Linked DNA regions of Mus musculus: region 1 is linked to region 2. The links are chromatin contacts, called in public promoter capture Hi-C maps. All regions are on one chromosome and are shown on one strand. Each heading gives the region's core, a stretch centred on a gene start, on an enhancer-like site or on the middle of the called end of the contact. The rest is flanking DNA. Distances are from core to core; before and after follow the strand shown. Region 1 has its middle 38 kb from the start of 6030407O03Rik. Region 2 holds the start of Igfbp5 (insulin-like growth factor binding protein 5).

What was found. Promoter capture Hi-C pulls out the DNA fragments that hold promoters and counts their contacts.
Region 1: a contact with region 2 is called in a promoter capture Hi-C map of hippocampal neurons, with 8 times the contacts expected there. The contact joins the enhancer-like site here to the promoter of Igfbp5 in region 2. A contact is called at or near these places in 7 of 39 promoter capture datasets (the 3T3-L1 cell line, 3T3-L1-derived adipocytes, the C10 cell line and 3 more), 1 of 484 Hi-C or Micro-C datasets (cortical neurons), 4 of 115 datasets of contacts at active chromatin or transcription factors (astrocytes, embryonic forebrain, forebrain and 1 more) and 1 of 9 other capture datasets (adipose tissue).

Annotation. Positions count from the first base shown.
Region 1 is chr1:73,900,154-73,904,177 of GRCm38.p6, forward strand. No RefSeq gene overlaps it. Among named protein-coding and RNA genes, the nearest start is that of 6030407O03Rik, 38 kb to the left of the region's middle. Within about 2 kb of position 2,653, at least 44 of the 459 cell types and tissues checked have an H3K27ac peak or open chromatin away from gene starts, as enhancers often do. A contact at or near this core is called in cortical neurons, hippocampal neurons and stem cell-derived neural progenitor cells, where this site is marked.
Region 2 is chr1:72,872,525-72,876,392 of GRCm38.p6, forward strand. Igfbp5 (insulin-like growth factor binding protein 5) reads right to left here and starts at 2,341. Exons shown (of 4, transcript NM_010518.2): 1 at 1,282-2,341. The coding sequence starts at 1,615.

The DNA.
Region 1 (4,024 bases), core at 1,403-3,902, 1.0 Mb after region 2:
AAAGAGGAACACTCCTCCATTGTTGGTGGGATTGCAAGCTTGTATAACCACTCTGGAAATCAGTCTGGCGGTTCCTCAAAAAATTGGACATAGTACTACCAGAAGATCCCACAATACCTCTCCTGGGCATATATCCAGAAGATGTTCCAACTAGTAATAAGGACACATGCTCCACTATGTTCATGGCAGCCTTATTTATAATAGCCAGAAGCTGGAAAGAACCCAGATGTCCCTCGACAGAGGAATGGATACAGAAAATGTGGTACATTTACACAATGGAGTACTGCTCAGCTATTAAAAACAATGAATTTATGAAATTCTGGGGCAAATGGATGGACCTGGAGGGCATCATCCTAAGTGAAGTAACCCAATCACAAAAGAAGTCACTTGATATGCACTCACTGTTAGAATACCCAAGATACAATTTGCAAAACACATGAAACTCAAGAAGAAGGAAGACCAAAGTGTGGATACTTCATTCTTCCTTAGAATAAGGAACAAAATATCCACGGAAGGAATTACAGAGACAAAGCTAAGAAGAAAGGATGGACCATCCAGAGACTACCCCACCCGGGGACCCATCCCATAATCAGACACCAAACTCAGACACTATTGCATATGCCAGCAAGATTTTGCTGAAAGGACCCTGATATAGCTGTCTCTTGGGAGGCTATGCCAGTGCCTGGCATACACAGAAGTGGATGCTCACAGTCAGCTATTGGATGGAACACAGGACCCCCAATGGAGGAGCTAGAGAATTACCCAAGGAGCTGAAGGGGTCTGCAACCCTATAGGTGGAACAACAATATGAACTAACCAGTACCCCCAGAGCTCGTGTCTCTAGCTGTATATGTAGCAGAAGATGGCCTAGTTGGCCATCATTGGGAAGAGAGGCCCCTAGGTTTTGCAATCTTTATATGCTCCAGTACAGGGAAATGCCAGGGCCAAGAAGTGGGAGTGGGTGGGTAGGGGAGCAGGGTGGGGGGAGGGTATAGGGAACTTTCGGGATAGCATTTGAAATGTAAATAAAGAAAATATCTAATAAAAATCTTTTTTAAAAAAAGAAAGAAAACAAATCCTACCCAGATATGACACCTAGCCACCTCACCCTCTCTAGCATAATAACCCTGAGCGCAGTTGTGGCACCAATAAGTTGAAAGAAAAGACTTAATAGAGGTGAGGAGAAAACCCAGGGATGTTCAGAAGCCACACTTAAGGAGAAATGACAACAGCCGGGACATTGCATGCCCAGTGTGACAAGGGCACTGTTGTTCTTCTCTGACTCCTGCATTGATGGTGGAGGGCACAGGCCATGCCCTGTTCATCTCACATCCTGGGATGCTGGCACAGGGTTGCATCATGCCAGGAACCTGCATGTGACCTTTGCTGCTCTCATTAGTTGTCTTGGACCCTAAGACTCTCTAGAGGAAATCACGCTTATTGTAGTGAGTCACAAGGCAGTGTCTCTGGGAGCCCTACCCTCTGCTCCTAGATGCTGTGCACAAATGAGCCTGACAGAAGTAGATCTCATCTTCTGGCTTCTTCTGAGTTGAAGTACCAAGATATTGCCACAAGGGGGCACTGTCCCCCTTCCCACGCCACTGCAGCTCTGAAAACTGGTTCCTTTCAGTCTAGGTGAAAGAGTCACTCTGCGTTTCTAAAGGAGGGTAACCTGCTGTGACTAGATAGTAAGCCACCACTGGGTGGTTGGTGGATATCAGCTTGAGCTTGCACAAGCTGCCTCCTTAGCTTCTCCTTCCCTGAGCATCCTGTCGACTCGTGCACTTTTTGAACCCAGAGCATCGACAGACCCTCCGGAGCCTGGTGATGCAGGATGCTGGCTTCTCAGTACCGTCTTGGGTTTTTTTTCCAGCTGCTGCTACCGAGGTCAAGTTTTCTTATGCAGCTCAATCCCAGGCCTGGATTCTCCAAGTGCATCCTGGAGATGGTAACCAGCCCTCCCAACCTCCTCATGGCCCTTCTAGAATTACTTGCCCTGATCTGTGGACCAGCCAAAGCTTCAATCATAGAGGGCCAACTGTAGGCTGGCTGCAGGAGGATGGACAGACAGACCTTGCCTATCCAGGAAGTGAGTTTATATTATAGGCAATGCTGGGCTAGGAAGTACCAGAGATGCCAACCCAGAGACTCATGGTAAAGAGGCCATAAGTAGCCCCCAGTCATTGACTGCCTATCCAGGGCTCCTCACTGGCTCCTGCCACCTCAGTGGACTCCAGCATGAAGGCTGAAGTTGGAATTGGGAATTGAGTGGGGGGGGGGGGTGCGGGGGCGGTGTGAAGCTGGCTCAGCAACTGCCCACTTTTACTTCCTCTTGGAAGAGCCGCAACTTCCTATTTGGCCACTGGAGGGCGCCTTGGGATCATGAAAACGCTATAAAATGTTAACCAACGTGGACTTGAGGGCCTAGACGAGAAAAGGACTTCAGACTGAGCCCTGTCTGATCATTCCAGATGTTCTCCGCATTCTGAAAGCCATCCTTTCTCATTCCAGAAGATCCTTGGAAAGAGACGGTCCTGCGGTTTCCACTCCCCCCCCTCAGCAACTGTAGCTAGCTTGGTCTACTGATGCTTCTTCCAGTGGGCACTAAGGAAGGTTGCCTGGGAGACCCGCATGAACGAGAAACATGGATCCAGACCCAGAGACTAGCGTGGGAGAAGCAGACAGGAAATGAAAAATGGAGGTGCTGGCATGCGGAGACTGGGCTGGGGCCGGGAGGGACGGAAGTGGGAGTTTGCCAGCCATTCTTACAGGTTGCAAGCCTCCATGGAGATTAAAAAAAGAATGAATGAATTGATTAATTAATCAATTCATTCATTCATTAATTTTTAAAAACAGCACCCCATCTCTAGTATCTTCTTACCTGGCCCAGCTACCACCTCCCAGATCCAGTCTAGGATTCTGGGTTAGGAGAGGCAAGGAGGAACTGGAGAAGAGGAAGGGCGGTCAGGTGGCAGTGTCACCACCAAGCACACACAGAACTCTGAGGCCACCTGGAATTACATCGCCCTCACAGTTACAAGGCCCTACCTGCTCTTCATTCCCTTATCTCCGTGGCAACAGAGCTCTGCTGTTCCTAGCCTCAGCAGCCTGGCACTAGGAAACACAGCCTGTCTGTCCCTCCTGGCACCTGCTGATGTCACCGCAATAAGAAAGATCTATTCCAGTGACAGCGACTGTGTCTCAAAGGCATCCCCACCCCTGCCCTCCTTCCCACAGATGCTCAGGGAAACCATTGTGAAAGGAGGCCACCCTCCAAATAGTGTCTGGTTATGCCTCAGTTTCCACTCCAGCCTGGACCCTCATTCCTAACTGCAGTGCCCCACACCCCAAAGTCTCTCTCTCCACCTGCAACCTTAGCACTGCTGCTGCCCCTCCTCTAGGGTGCTCCGTACGCATACATCCACATTCCTGGGTTCTCCTTCCCACACTCTGCCTTTTTAAAATGTTTTGCTTGTCATGCTCAAGACCCTCTACTAGTAACACATACACATACAGACACACACACATACATACACATAAACACACATACATACCACACAGACACACAGACACACACACACACACACACACACACACACACACACACACACACTGGTCTATGGTTTGTAAACACTTCTAACCTTTATGGTCTGAGATTGCTCACCCACAGAAACCTCCTACCAAGACTAGCCAACAGCTAACATGTGCTCCCCCCGCCCCGCTCCAGTATACATAATAAACATGCTGAAGTTCCCAGTTGTTACAGTAGCTGCTCTGGTCATCTCTCATAGCCTGTGCAGCCCATCTGTGCCCAGCTTTTCTGTACACATGTCTGTGTTTCCATCTTCTCCTTCCCACAGTGCCTCCATGAGGTTTCCAGACTTAAGCCATTCCCTGTGCACCAGGAGAGGGTGCCCCACCTGGCAGGCACTGCCCTAGGGCTTAAGGTAAACCACTCTGTGCCCTCAGGGACTTAAGAGTCTAGCGAGGAGAGAGAAAAGGAGGTCAAATAAAGAAATACCGA
Region 2 (3,868 bases), core at 1,091-3,590:
AAAAATATATAATCAGGTAACTCCCCCAAGAAACCTAGCTCGAGGCAAAACTGTTTTGATTGAACAAGAAGCTCTGTCAATCATTTAAACCACAGACTCCAGGCACGGAGAATTTGGAGGCGGGGCAAGAGGGGGCGGGGCAAACGGAGGGGTGGCTCCCAGAGCGTGGTCTTCCTGTCTCCGCCCCTTGAGTTTTGCATTCTGTGTTTCCAGGGCCCCTCACGCACTTAGCCACACTCACTTTTAGTCTGGTTTAAGTGATGGGTGGAGGGTGGGGCTGCTGGGGGTGGGGGTGGAGTGAGGAGAGAGGGAAGGGAGATGGAGAGGGCCAGCATCCAGTGGGAACTTGAGGATGTCTTCACCCCCACATCCCTCTTCACCTCTCAAACCTGTGTCCATCTTTTTATCTTAACTAAAATCTGAATTTAGGAGGGGAAAAAAAACCATTAGATTCAGGGACGAACATTCAGCACAGAACACCAAACTCTTTCAGCTCATACCCCACGCCCTACCCCAGCCCTCCCGAAGTATTCTTTCTCTTCCTGGGAGGAAAAAAGAGAGACGTTTTACAGTCTAATATGTTTCATCGATCATAATCAATCATATCAATTCAAAAGCAGCAAGTGTACGTGTGGGTGAGCTCTCAATACCTCCACCCAAAAGACATTAGTTGTCAAGTGGGGGGGGGGGATGTACGCGCGTACGCGCGCGCGCGCGCTCCTGAGCAAATAGGAATAGAGTGAGAGATAAATTTAGAGGCACTGAGATGGGGGCGGAGGGGTGAGGCTTGGAGGGATCAAGGTAGAATTAGCTTTAAAGATGGAACGCATCTTCAGATTCCAATTAAAATGACCTTTTAACAGAAAGGATTTTCTAAAGTTTAGGGAGAAAAGTACGGGGTTGGGGTGGAGAAGGGAGTTGATAATTTAACCTGTTCTTTTTCAGAGAGGATTCTCTTGGGATTTGGACTTTGAGACTCAAAAGGAGCTCAGAGTCAGAATTGCCACGAGTTAGGAGTGGGGGAGGGTCGGGTTGGGGTGGAGATGAAGTGTAAACTGGTAGAGACGGTTAGACAGCCGCCTAGGATAGCTTGCTCTGCCAGGGATTCAAGTGTGAGGTGCAAGGACCCACCCCATCTACTCTCAGGAGCTACTAGGGTCTAAGCCACTTGCTGCGCGCGCAAAGCGCGCGGGTTCCCAATCGGTCCCCGGTCCCCACCCATCCAAGGTGCCTCCCTCCCCAGCTCCTGTGCCGTGCAACTGAAACCCCAGTAGCGCTCACCTATCTTGGTTTGCTCGCCGTAGCTCTTTTCGTTGAGGCAAACCCCGCGGCCGTGCAGCAGGGCGTGCAGCGGCTTCTCCTCATCCTGCCGGGGGAGGCAGCGCAAACCCTGGGCGCAGCGCTCCGTGTAGACGCCACACGACTGTCCCTCCGCCAGGGCGCAAGTCATGCAGCAGCCACAGCCGGGCTCTTTGACCAGCTCACAGCCCAGAGGGCTGGGGGGACACATGGACAGAGCTTTCTCGTCGCAGGGTTCACAGTGCACGAAAGAACCCAGGCCTTGAGCCGGTACGGCATAGGCGGCCAGCAGCAGGAGGACCACGCTGATCACCATTTTCTCGGAGTCTGGCTTTACCTCGGGGCGGGGCAGGAGAGCGAGAGTGTGTGGAGAAAGAGGGAGCCTGGAGATTTTTTTCCTTTTAAATCTCTTGCAGGTAGAGCAGGTGCTCTCCCCCAAACACTTGCAAAATATGAGGCAAGGAGGATTCAGATGCCTGCACGCAAGTCCCAATTGCGAGGATTAAAGACTTGCAACAGGTTGGGGGTGAAAAAAAGAGGCGCGCCAGGTGCACGCAGAGCGAGCGGAGACCGTAGAAACCCCCAGGCGGGATCGGGTCAGAATTGGGGGTGGTGGTGGAGAGAACCACAGAATTGCTCACTCCAAAGCAACAGAAATAATTAGCTTGGAGGCCTTGAAAAGGGAGGAGGTGAAGAAAAAAATGGATTGGGCTTAATTTTCCCCCCTTTGCTTAAAATCTAAAACGCAACCCCACTCCGCTCGGTCTCAGCGGCCAGCTGCGCTGCTGCCGCAGAACAGGTAAGAGGCGTCGGCGGCTGACAACAAGATCGGGAAAATGTTGAAATCGAGGGGGGAAAAAGGGCAAAAACCCAGACCTCACCAAACCTGGACCCCAACACCTGCTCTGTCACCACCTCTTCGAAACCCGCAGGTTCTGCGTGAAGTCCGGAGAAGGGTGCAGACCGAGGGGGGGGGTAACAAAAAGGAACAAAAAGGGGGAAAAAAGCCCAAACAGCTTTGCAGCTCTTTCCTAGCTCTTTTAGAAGTTTCCAAAGAGACTGCGGGCTCTGGTCGAGCAGGCGCTTTTAAATAGACGGCCCCTGGCTGCCAGCCAGTTGTAGCTGCAATTTGAGCTCCCCAACACCCAACCCATGCAAGGATGCCAAGGAGCTTTGCAGCGCAAACTCACACGGGGTGGGGGTGGGGAAGAGAGGCCTTCTAGACACGGGGGCTCCCCTTCGCTCCCTACACAGAGCCCTCCTCCTCACGGAATGTACGGAAAGGGCTTTGGGGGGGGGGCGAAGACAGGCGAGCTACAGAGGAGAGTAGGGAGAAGGTGGAGGGAGGAGTGGATGGCAGTACTCTTCAGAAGCTGGGTGAATACAATGGAGCGAGTCTGTTTTCCGACAACTAGCCCGGACACTGGCTGTTAGGAGTCACATTTTCTTATTAGCCGTGTATACCCTGCCCAAGAAGTCCTTTCCAACTTTAGAAAAAAAAGTGTCTAAGAGACCACTGAAGGTTTGTCTGTCTGTGTGTTTGTGTTTGGAGGACAAGTAGTGTACAGTAGCTGGTGAGGGGCATTGAGATAAATTTAAAGAGAAAAGGAGTGCGGGCGCGTGTGTAGACCCCTCCCCCATTAAAAGGGGCAGAGGGATTATGGCAAGGGCTTGTCATTATTGTTCTGGTGGGGTACTGATTTTAGTTAAAGCCAGTGGTCATTTTCCTTCACCTATATAGATGACCAGGGAATCTCTCTCTCTCTCTCTCTCTCTCTCTCTCTCTCTCTCTCTCTCTCTCTCTCTCTGAGTGTGAGCGTGCTATGTGCACTTTCAAGAAGGGATAACGCCCTCCACCCCACCCCCCTCCCCAGCTTTGTTGGGAGTAGTGACTGAGACCCTGGAGGAAATGCTGTGGGTTGTCAGTTTTATCTGGTGTCCTCATGGACACCTTAAATGTCCTTTTAAATGGAAGGAAGGTAGGATAAAGTGATAACCTTCTTGGGTTGACAATGAGGCATTTCTGTGGGGTAGGCAGATCCTGGAGTGAGCAGGTACCTCGCTGCAGGAGACCTTGTTTAAGGGTTAATATGTACCAAGGTAGCATCCTGGAGCCTGCACGTGAGAAATCCTCACCATGCCACAGGAAGCCCCAGATCGCTAGTCAGCACTAGGGACCATTCTTCCCTTAGGAAAATGAAAGAAAACCTAATTTTTGAAAGAAGGAATATGATGGCTTTAGCTTTTTTTGTTTGTTTTAAAAATTAATTTGACATGATAGGTGGTCTGTAGACTGCCCACCACAGGTAAGAAAAGACATGATCAAGTGATGGTCTCTGGGGAGTTCTTGGGGGCAGGGCTTTTGCCCTTTCTCCAACTCTCTTCTTCCCTTGCTCTGTTCTTTTAGAAAAAGGGGCTGCATTTCATGAATTTTGCCACTAGACTGCACCCTTATCTATGATAAGAATTCTTGCTGGAGGACTGCAATATTGAGAAAATATTTCCCTTGCTGGCTCCATTTGGGAGCATCTCCCCGGGCGCTGTTCACACTCCCAGATTCTGATCCAGA